Regions from separate parts of the Mus musculus genome. Here region 2 is linked to region 1. Evidence: chromatin contacts called from public HiChIP or PLAC-seq data. All regions are on one chromosome and are shown on one strand. The core of a region is the stretch at or near the end of the contact, and the rest is flanking DNA. Distances in the headings are between cores, read along the strand shown. Region 1 holds the start of Insr (insulin receptor). Region 2 has its middle 9.1 kb from the start of Retn.

Evidence for each region. HiChIP or PLAC-seq counts read pairs in DNA pulled down with a chosen protein or histone mark.
Region 2: a contact with region 1 is called in an H3K4me3 HiChIP or PLAC-seq map of bone marrow-derived macrophages, with 2.8 times the contacts expected there. The contact joins the enhancer-like site here to the promoter of Insr in region 1. A contact is called at or near these places in 2 of 39 promoter capture datasets (cranial neural crest and maxillary cranial neural crest), 1 of 484 Hi-C or Micro-C datasets (CD4 T cells), 2 of 115 datasets of contacts at active chromatin or transcription factors (bone marrow-derived macrophages and double positive thymocytes) and 3 of 9 other capture datasets (adipose tissue, liver and pancreatic islet).

Annotation. Positions count from the first base shown.
Region 1 is chr8:3,277,795-3,282,476 of GRCm38.p6, forward strand. It overlaps Insr (insulin receptor), which reads right to left and starts at 1,823. Exons shown (of 21, transcript NM_010568.3): 1 at 1,235-1,823. The coding sequence starts at 1,334.
Region 2 is chr8:3,644,486-3,648,853 of GRCm38.p6, forward strand. No RefSeq gene overlaps it. Among named protein-coding and RNA genes, the nearest start is that of Retn, 9.1 kb to the right of the region's middle. Within about 2 kb of position 1,521, at least 111 of the 459 cell types and tissues checked have an H3K27ac peak or open chromatin away from gene starts, as enhancers often do. A contact at or near this core is called in adipose tissue and bone marrow-derived macrophages, where this site is marked.

The DNA of each region.
Region 1 (4,682 bases), core at 573-3,072:
CTCCCAACACACACATCTCCCTCATTCACAAAAGCGTGGCAGTTCCTTCTCTCCTTGACCCCTTCCCTATTGTAATTAATTTCCATTTTCAGAGAAAGCTGAACCAGTAACTCAAAAGACATTTGTCATTGCATGTTTTTTGAAACAGTGTCTAACTAGCCTCAAAACTCACTCAATAGCTGGGCTTGCTTCAAACAACTCGCTATCCTCCTGCCTTGGCCATAACCAAGCACAGAACTATAAGACCAGCCTCTGAACAAATGGGCTAACTGAACCTCATTTTAGCCCTCTCTGAAATGGGTATGTAACTATGTTGGCCTCCAGGGAACACTGGGAGGTTCTAGCGCTAACCAGCCTGGAGACTCATAATCATTCTAATTATAACCATCCTGAAAACTACCCCTACTGTTACTATGATTGCTGTGGGGCCAAAGGTATGCAGACTTTGCCTCTAGACATCTGGAAGTAGAGAATTATAAACATAGCAGCCACAAGGGGTCGATTCTCCAACAAGTGTCCTCCGTCGAAGAGGATACCCCTGGCTTTGGGTTTAAACTGCTCAGATGTCTGAATCTGTTGCAACCCAGTAACCATACTTACTTAAAGCAACCTCAAAGAGCCTCAGAGGACAGATTTGGGGTTAGAGAAAAGAACAGACACAGTTGAGAGGTGCACTGGGGACAGACACCCGAAGCCTGGGCGGGCACTGGGGCAAGGTTCCTCAGACCCGAGATGGACACACGCGGGGTACAGAGCCACAAGCCCAGTGAGCAAAGGCCAAGGTCAGCCGGGGTTTCACGCAGGGCCAGGGCCACCAAACCCACTCTTCCCCTTCCCCAGTGTAAAGATGATCACTATAGGGAGGGGACTCTTCATAGACACAAGGACGCTACGGGAGTCTTCAACCTTCAGTCCGTGGAGAGGGGGCTCTAGGTTGATGGAAGAAGAACGAGAAATGTCCACAACTCTCGTGAAAGGACTATATTGCTGGAGTGGTGAAATGGGTGTCTGTAACCCTGACTCCTTGGTGGGGCCTGGGGGGCTCTAAGTTGTATGGAGCAATGGGAAGGGTTGTCCCCATTACTCAGCCCAAAGGGAGAATTCTCTAGGTTGGCTGTGGCGGTGGAGAGGGGTGTCCCCGACCCTCACTCCTTAGGGTGAGGGTTCTAGATTGGCTGGGGCGGTGGGAGAAGTGTCCCCGACATACTGTGATCGCCTCTTGTCCCAGACTTACCCTCTCCAGGGTACAGGTGGCCGGCTGTGCCCACCAGCAACGCGGCCACGGCCACCAGCAATGGCACAGCCGTCGTCTCACATCCTCTCCCGAAGCCCATAGCAGTAGGAGTGCTGGGACCCCGGCGATCAGAGCACGCCACGCCGGCCTACTGGGGACATACTCCGTGAGAAGGTCTCTGGAGAGGCGCTCGGGGCCGCACGTCCTTCTCTTCCACGCCCGTGGCTCACAGGCCGCAGCTCTCCAGCCTAGAGGGCCCTGGGGACAGTCCCGGGAAGAGCACAGAGGCCTCGGCCGCAAGCAACACCGTGGCGCGGCCCGCAGGTCACCCAGGCCCGGTCCCGTGCCCGCAATCCCAGAGTCCAGAGCTCACCGCGGTGCGTCTCCTGTCCGGGTCTCCTGCTTCTGCCCTCCGTGCAGCTCTGGGTGGGTCGCGTTGTGTGGAGTCTGAGACAGAGGGACGCGCGCACTGGAGGGCACCTGGGCTGGTGGTGGCGGCGGGAGCTAGGGCTCGACTCCAGCCCGTAAACAACGCAGCCCGTCAGCTGGGCCCGCGCGGGCCAAGGGAAAAGGTGGCGCGGATTAAGACAGGGAAGGGACTGTGCGCTCCAGTGAGGCCCGCTGGGGGGGGAGGGGGAGAAAGCCAGCAGAGCTCGGGGAGGCGTGGCCAGAGCTGGCAACGCCACGCCTCCTCGCCTCCTCGCCTCCTCGGCCCCTTTGCCCCCTTGCCCCGTAAAACCCGCAACTTCAGAGACCCGAGGCTCACTTCAGATTCTTCCAATCCCAACACCCCGAACTGCTGGCTTAGAAAGATTACGATTTAAAAGCTTGTAAGCGTTCTCAGATACCAGTGTAACATAAACACCCAAACAACTCTAAGACTCACCTGTCAAACGTCCGGAGCTGCCCATATCCGCACCTGACACGAACGCCCCCAAAGAGTCCCAAAGTTCCGATTTTAAAACCTAGGGGTCCCCAGATCCCCGCCTGACTCGAAAACCACTAAACAGGCCTGAGGTTCCAGTTTAAAAGCCTAGGGACGCCCCCAGGTCCCCTCCTGACTGCAGCAAACACAAGTAACACCGAGGTTCCAATTTAAAGGTCTGGAGCACACTCTAGATCTCCGCCAGATCTAGACACCCCAAATTACCCCGAAATAACAATTTTAAAGTCTGGAAATGCCGCCAGATACCCCAGGACATAAACACCCCAATATGCCCCTAGATGCCAGATTCAACCAAGCACATTTTGTCTTTCTTTACTCCTTTTTACTATTTTTTTGACTCCCGTGGGGAATTCACTTTAATTCTTTACCTTTGATTCTGTTTTTCTTTACAGCCTATGCTACCAATGTCTTACGAGATTCTCCCAACCCTGGCTCTCTCGAGGAGCTAGTAGGCGCCCAACAAGTTCCCTCCCCAGTGAGCTCCCGCCCAGCAGCTTGGAGGCACCAGCTTCCAGGCCACAGCCACGTGTCCACAATGCAGGCAGCCTGTATTCCCTGGCCTGCGCCCCCTCCACCCAGCACTGAATTCCAGCAGAAATCAATAAGGAAATGACTCTAGAAGAACATAACAAGGCTTCTAGAAACACGTTAGAAACTTCATATAGGATCAGAGCAGACATAACTCCATTTTCAACACACATACCAGTAGGTGGCTGTATGTCTAAGAAAGCCATTCACTAGCAGCCCTGCTCAACCACATCATGAGGCGCTAACCCTGTCGGTGCCTTAGGAATATGTGCAGTACAGAGTCCTCTATCCTTTGCTTCACATGTTCACTCAGACCCGGACTGTGGCTGCTGGTCTGTGCAATGGGTTTGACAATATCTGTAAAAAAAAAGGTAAAAATAAAAGTAAAGTGGCAAGCAATAGAGAAAGACACTTAAGGTCAACCTTTGGCCTAGCACACCACACCACACACACACATAAACACACACATACAAACATATACATAAACAGAAAGAGAGAGAGAGAGAGAGAGAGAGAGAGAGAGAGAGGAGAGAGAGAGCGCTAAAACAAAGAGCCAAGCATTGGGAAGCAGGTCTTTAATGTCTTTACTCACAAGGTAGAGGCAGGGGGATCAGGATTGGAGCTTAGCCTGGAACACATGAGGTCCTGACTTTAAAAATAAATAAAATAAACAGAAAACAAAATAAGAGTGGACCTGACAATATGGCTCAGCAGGTAAAGGCACTTGTTGCTAACCCTGAAGATCTGAGTTCAATCTTGAGCTCCCACAGAAAAGGTGCCTGTACACACACGCAATAAATAAATAAATAAATAAATAAATAAATAAATGCTTTTTCAAAAATATTTTTAAGTAGTAGCCTAGGGCTGTGGCTCTTTGGTAGAGCACTTGCCCAGCACACATGAGGTCCTGGGTTCAATCCTTAGCACCGGGCCCATGGTCCTTGCATTATGCAAATGTGCTCCTGCTTAAAAGCCTTTCCCCAACCTTGCCCTCAACTGTCACTCTTTCTCTTTGCTAAGTCTCTGCGCCAATGAGCTTTCTACCCTGACCAGAGTTTGCAAACACCCTTCAGTTCTTATGGTCCCTTTCTCCCATCCATTCCATCATAAGCACATACCCCTCCCTGACATTCTTATTTATTGTCTTGCTTGTCATTGCTTTTTAACCTGCCTCCCCCATATCTATTGACGGACCTATGGGCTAATAAATATTTGTTCACTGGAAGAATCTACGTGTCACCTATAATGAGGGATTTCCAGTTACACAAAATCAGCATGATCTGTTTCCTTGTAGAGTGGGTGTATATGTCCTGTGTGAAGAGTTGAGGGAGGGGGTAGATTCAGAAGTGTCCATGGGGGAAAGAAAGCACTTGAAGCTGAAATCTGAAGGAAGGGATGCCAGTCAAGACAAGCTGGGAGAAAACGTGTCGTGGTATACAGGGCTTGTGCAACGGCCCTGAGGTTTTCAGGTGCTGTAGCTGCAGAGAGGAGAGGAGAATCTGAGTGGAAATGAAAAGGGTGCAGATGCTCCAGCACTGCACCACTGTGTGCCTGACTCGTGTGTGCATCTGTGAAGGTAGTATGTGTGGGTGTGGATATGCATATACAAGTGCGCCTGTGCTTGTAGGGGCCACAAGTCAACATCAGGGCTCTTCTTACATCCCTCTAGACCATATTTTTTGAGACAAGAGTTTTCACTGATCCTGGAGTTCACCAGTGAACTTCCATCTCTGCCTTCCAAACTCTGGGATTACTAGCATGACCCACCACACGTGCACCCAGTTTTGTTTTGTTTTTTTTTTTAATCTGTGTTTTAAGAACCTCTAAATTCAGGTCTTCATTCTTGGAAGGCAAATACTATACAGCTCAGCCACTTCCTCAAAGCCTGGTGGGGTTTTGTTGTTGTTCTTTTCCTTTTTCTTTTGTGTTTGTTTTGTTTTGTATTGTTTAATTATTTGTTTTTGAGACAGGGTC
Region 2 (4,368 bases), core at 271-2,770, 370 kb after region 1:
TCTTGGGAACAGATACAATTTAGCCCATAGCATTTGAGTAACAGGAGGTATGGTTCAGTGTGTGAATAAGACAGAGAAGGGACCTTCTTTTTGGGGACACAGCCAGGCAGGTATCACAGGTAAAGAGGATTGGAAGGCATCCCAAAGTGTTTCATCTAGAGGTGGGAATAGGAGTAGAAGGGAATGGGAGGCTCAAGGCTACAAAGCCAAAACCATGGAAGGATGCTACATGGTGCCACATGGTGAGCCAGACAGTTAAGTGCTGCCCATGAACAAGAGCACCGGGATTACAGAGCTCACCCAGCAGTACTGGAAGCCCTGGCCTCTGTCTCTGACTTTAGAATGAGATTTTACAAAGGTCTGAGAACTAGGTGGGACCTGGCAAAGCTGGGTGAAGATTTTGTTACTGATGGGCAGTTGAACACTATGGAAGGATTCAGGGGTTCAGGAGCAGGGAGGCCAAGAAGCCCAGTCCAAGTGTTAGAGTGGCCTGGGCTGGAAGCCAAGCACGGTGCCCCCTGTCATTTGGGTCCTGTCTTTTGGGTCCTGCCTGGGCATGTGAGCCATGCAGAGTTGTGGACACAGCTAGGAGGATCCTTTTGATTTTGAGTTCATCAAAGCCCAGGGAATCTAAAGACATTTCTCAGAAAAGTTGAGAACATGAGGCTTGGGATTCTAATCAGATTGTCCTGAGCACCCCAACTCAAAAAGATCATGAAATTTGGAATGAATGAGTGGGAATAAGGAAATCGTCTGTCACAGCCCCCCCCCCCCCTCAATCCCAACCAGCTGTCCTGGTTTCAGTGCAGAAGGGATGGATGGTAAGTGGAGGGAGACAGAGGGTGATCTTCCTGCTCTGTAGCTCAGGCTAGCCTGGAACTCCCTACCGTTTTACCCCAGGTTCTGAAGTGCTGGAGTTGTCTGGCACGGGAGGTTATTCTAAAGTTTAAATGTAAACTCTAAGATCCCTGGCAGCAAACTGCTGTTTCTCTCTGGGATCTGTTTCCGTATTTCAGCGAGGTGAGCGCCAGGGGATGCTGCGGCCCAGATCGTAACCAGAGCTTGGGTGACCTAATTATTAGAGAAGCCTGGGAAGTGGGCTAAGGATTATTTGATGGTTCTCAGCAGAAACAAAACTGTTGCTTAAACTACTCTCATCTTTCCTTTAAAAAAAAAAAAAGTTAAAAAAATACTCATCACATTGTGTAGTCCTGGCTGGCTGGAACCATGTGGACCAGGCTAGCTAGTGCTGGGATTAAAGGTGTGGCCCACCCATCCCGACCGAATCTGATGATACCGACATGAAGGATGAGTCTGTCTTGGGGTTACTACCGCTGTGATGGAATATGACCAAATGCAGTTTGGAGAGGAAAGGGCTTATTTCACTCAGTTCCATATAAGAGTTCATTCATCACCCAAAACAGTGAGGGCAGGAACTCAAGCAGGACGGGAACCTGGAGGTGGAAGCTGGTGAGGCCACAGAGGGCGCTGCTTACTGTGCTTGCTCAACCTGATTTCTTCTAGAAGGCAGTGCCACTCCCTCAAGGGTGGCACCGCCCACAATGGGCAGGGCCTTCCCAGGCTTGCCTACAGCCTAATAGAGGCATTTTCTCAGTTGAGCCTCCTTTTTCTGATGACTCTAGCTTGTCTCAAGCAGACATAAAACTAGCCGGCACAGTGTCTATACTACCAAACACAAATGTTGATTGTGCAAGCATTTATTGCTCTCTGTGGCTACTGTCATCAGCTGAGATCTTGGCAAACCTCCCACATTACAAAGAATCTTTAAGACCCTCTTTATAAGAATAAAATGTCCATCCTTGCTTTCTGTGTTATGTAGGTATACCATTCAGGGAGGCATCCTCTAACCAGTGACACTTTGTTCCTGCCCCAAGGCCTTTGCACCTGCAGCTCTCCCCACCTGTTACCTCCCTTTAGCTCAAGTGTCACCATGTCATCATTACTTGTTACATGTTCTTCGTGGTCCTTTTCCTGACCTGTGGCTTTCTTGGTACCACCATAATGCATCTTCCAGCATCTATTGACCCCCTACCCTTGCCTTCCAGTCTCCCCTAAAACAGGGGCTCAGAACCATGGTATCCATTTTAATTTGATTTAGGGGTTAGTAGCCAGAAAACTGATATGCTTGCTGCATCTTTCCTGTTGCCTCACAACAGGGGACCTGTGTTGTTGTCTCCAGGGATGCTCCTAGCCCTCACTCTCCAGGTAAGATATCAGGCAGGGCTATAGGCATGAATTAACAGTAAAGTGCTCCCCTAGTAAGGGGCTGGGGATGTGGCTCAGAGATAGAGCCTCTGCCTAGGATCCAGTAGTGAGGGTGGGAGTGTGCCTCAGTAGTATAGCATTGGCCTAGCACATTTAAGGCCCTAGATTCAGTCCTTAAACCAGAGAGAGAGAAAGAGAGAGAGAGCCCGCCATTCAATTCTTTATCTAGAACATTTTTGTCTTGTGTGAAATTGCTCAAATCTGAAAACAAGTTGACCAATAGCTCCTTACTGCCAAGAACATTGTGAAAATGTGTCTGGGGTAAGGGGGTGGCCTGATAGAAAGGGAGTGCTTTCTGGGGCAAGGATGACAGCACCAGGGCTCAGCGTTAGCAACACTTGGTGGGAGAAGGGAATCATAGGCAGTGGGCTTTCCTAATTGACTGTCCACAGTCTATTCTGTGTATATGTGTGGTGCTTGGGATAGAACGCTGGCACACTATGCAAGAACTTAACCCTGAACCACGGACTCCATCCACTCACTGGGGGATTCTAGGTAGGGACTCTACCCCTGAACCACGGACCCCAGCCCCTCACTGTGCAAAGCTAGGTGGAAGCTCTTCCTTTGAGCCACACCCTAGCCCCTCCCTGGGGCACATCTAGGCCGGACTCTTTCACTGAGACATAGTCCTAGCATTCCACTTTTTTTTTTTTTTTTTGAGGCAGGGTGGTCTGTTTTTTGAACTTGCTAATTCAAGCTAGACTCTCTGGCCAGTCAGCCCTAGGGATCCTCCTGTTTCTGTTCTCCCCAATTAAAGGCACACAGTTGTAGAGGAATTTTAATCATGGATGTTCTGGCAAGGGATTACATTCAGAGACCTTCTAGGTCCATGTGATCTGGCTGGAATGCAGACAAGTCACAGGCCATTAATCCCTCTGGCTGGAATATAGACATGCCTTTAGGACATACCTTTAATCCCAAACGTGTAGGTAAAGTTAGTTTGTAGAAGGAAGAAGCATGTTTGAATTGTGAACCTGATTGAGGGGCAAGCAAAGTGACAAATCGGGAAAATATTTGACAGAATGACTCAGAGGTAGGACATGCCCAACTCTCACGTGAAAGAGAACAGTAGGTATGGGTAGCAGGGAGACAGTTTTATTAGAACGGTTTTACAGAGAGAGGTTCCAGGTGAAGACAGGAAAAGCTAGAGAATGAGAAGGAGCCAGAAGATTAGAATAGATTGCCAGTGTTAGTTTGAAGCCAAGCAAGGCAATTCTGTGAGAAGCCAGTAAGCTTGAAGAAGAGTCTGACCAGTGAAGCCTAGCTGAACCATCCATCCAAGAACTTAGAACAAGAGAGCTTATTCAGTAGTAAGTCTCAGAGGCTGAAATGTTCTAGGCCTATATTAGATTGTATGGATGCTAGAAGCTTCCAGGCCTAGGCCTGGAAGTAGTTTGAACAGAGAAAGAAATGCCATGGGCTCAGCCCAAACTGTGTATTCGTATATCTTGGGTACGGTTCTCCTCTCATCCTTCCATCTGAAGAAATAAAAGTTACTTTTACACATAGTTTTTTTATGTGGGTGCTAGAAACTTGAATTCAGATCCTTGTGTTTGGAGAACAAGTCCTTTACTGACTGAGCCGCTTTGTCTGCCTTCCTGGTGACCATTTGAATCTGTGTCCACTTCACATGACATCAGTTGTGCCATCTGTAAAATTGCACCAGACTGTTTGTTGCAAGAATTGAGAGGGGTTTAATGGTAGAAGCTGGGAAGCTGGGAGGAGGGAGCTGGAAGGAGGAGGATTGCTCAACCTTGGTCCAGGAAACAGTGATCATGTGATCCTGGTCCTGCTCCTTCCCTTCCTCTTATGGAGGAAGTTGTGTGTTGCTCCATACGTTTGTGACCCTTTTTTTTTTTTTTTTTTTATCTTGTTATTCCTGCCAGTACAAATGCAAGGAAGATAGTTGGGGAGATGGCTCTGTGGATAAGAGTGAGCTCTTGATGCTAAAGAATGAAGATCTGAGTGTGAATCTCTAGCACCCATGTGAAAAAGCTGCATGGAGATGCGTGCTAACCTTTAGCACCAGCAGTGAGTGAGTGGGACAGAGTCAGCAGGGGGCAGGGGCTTGTTGGCTCTCAA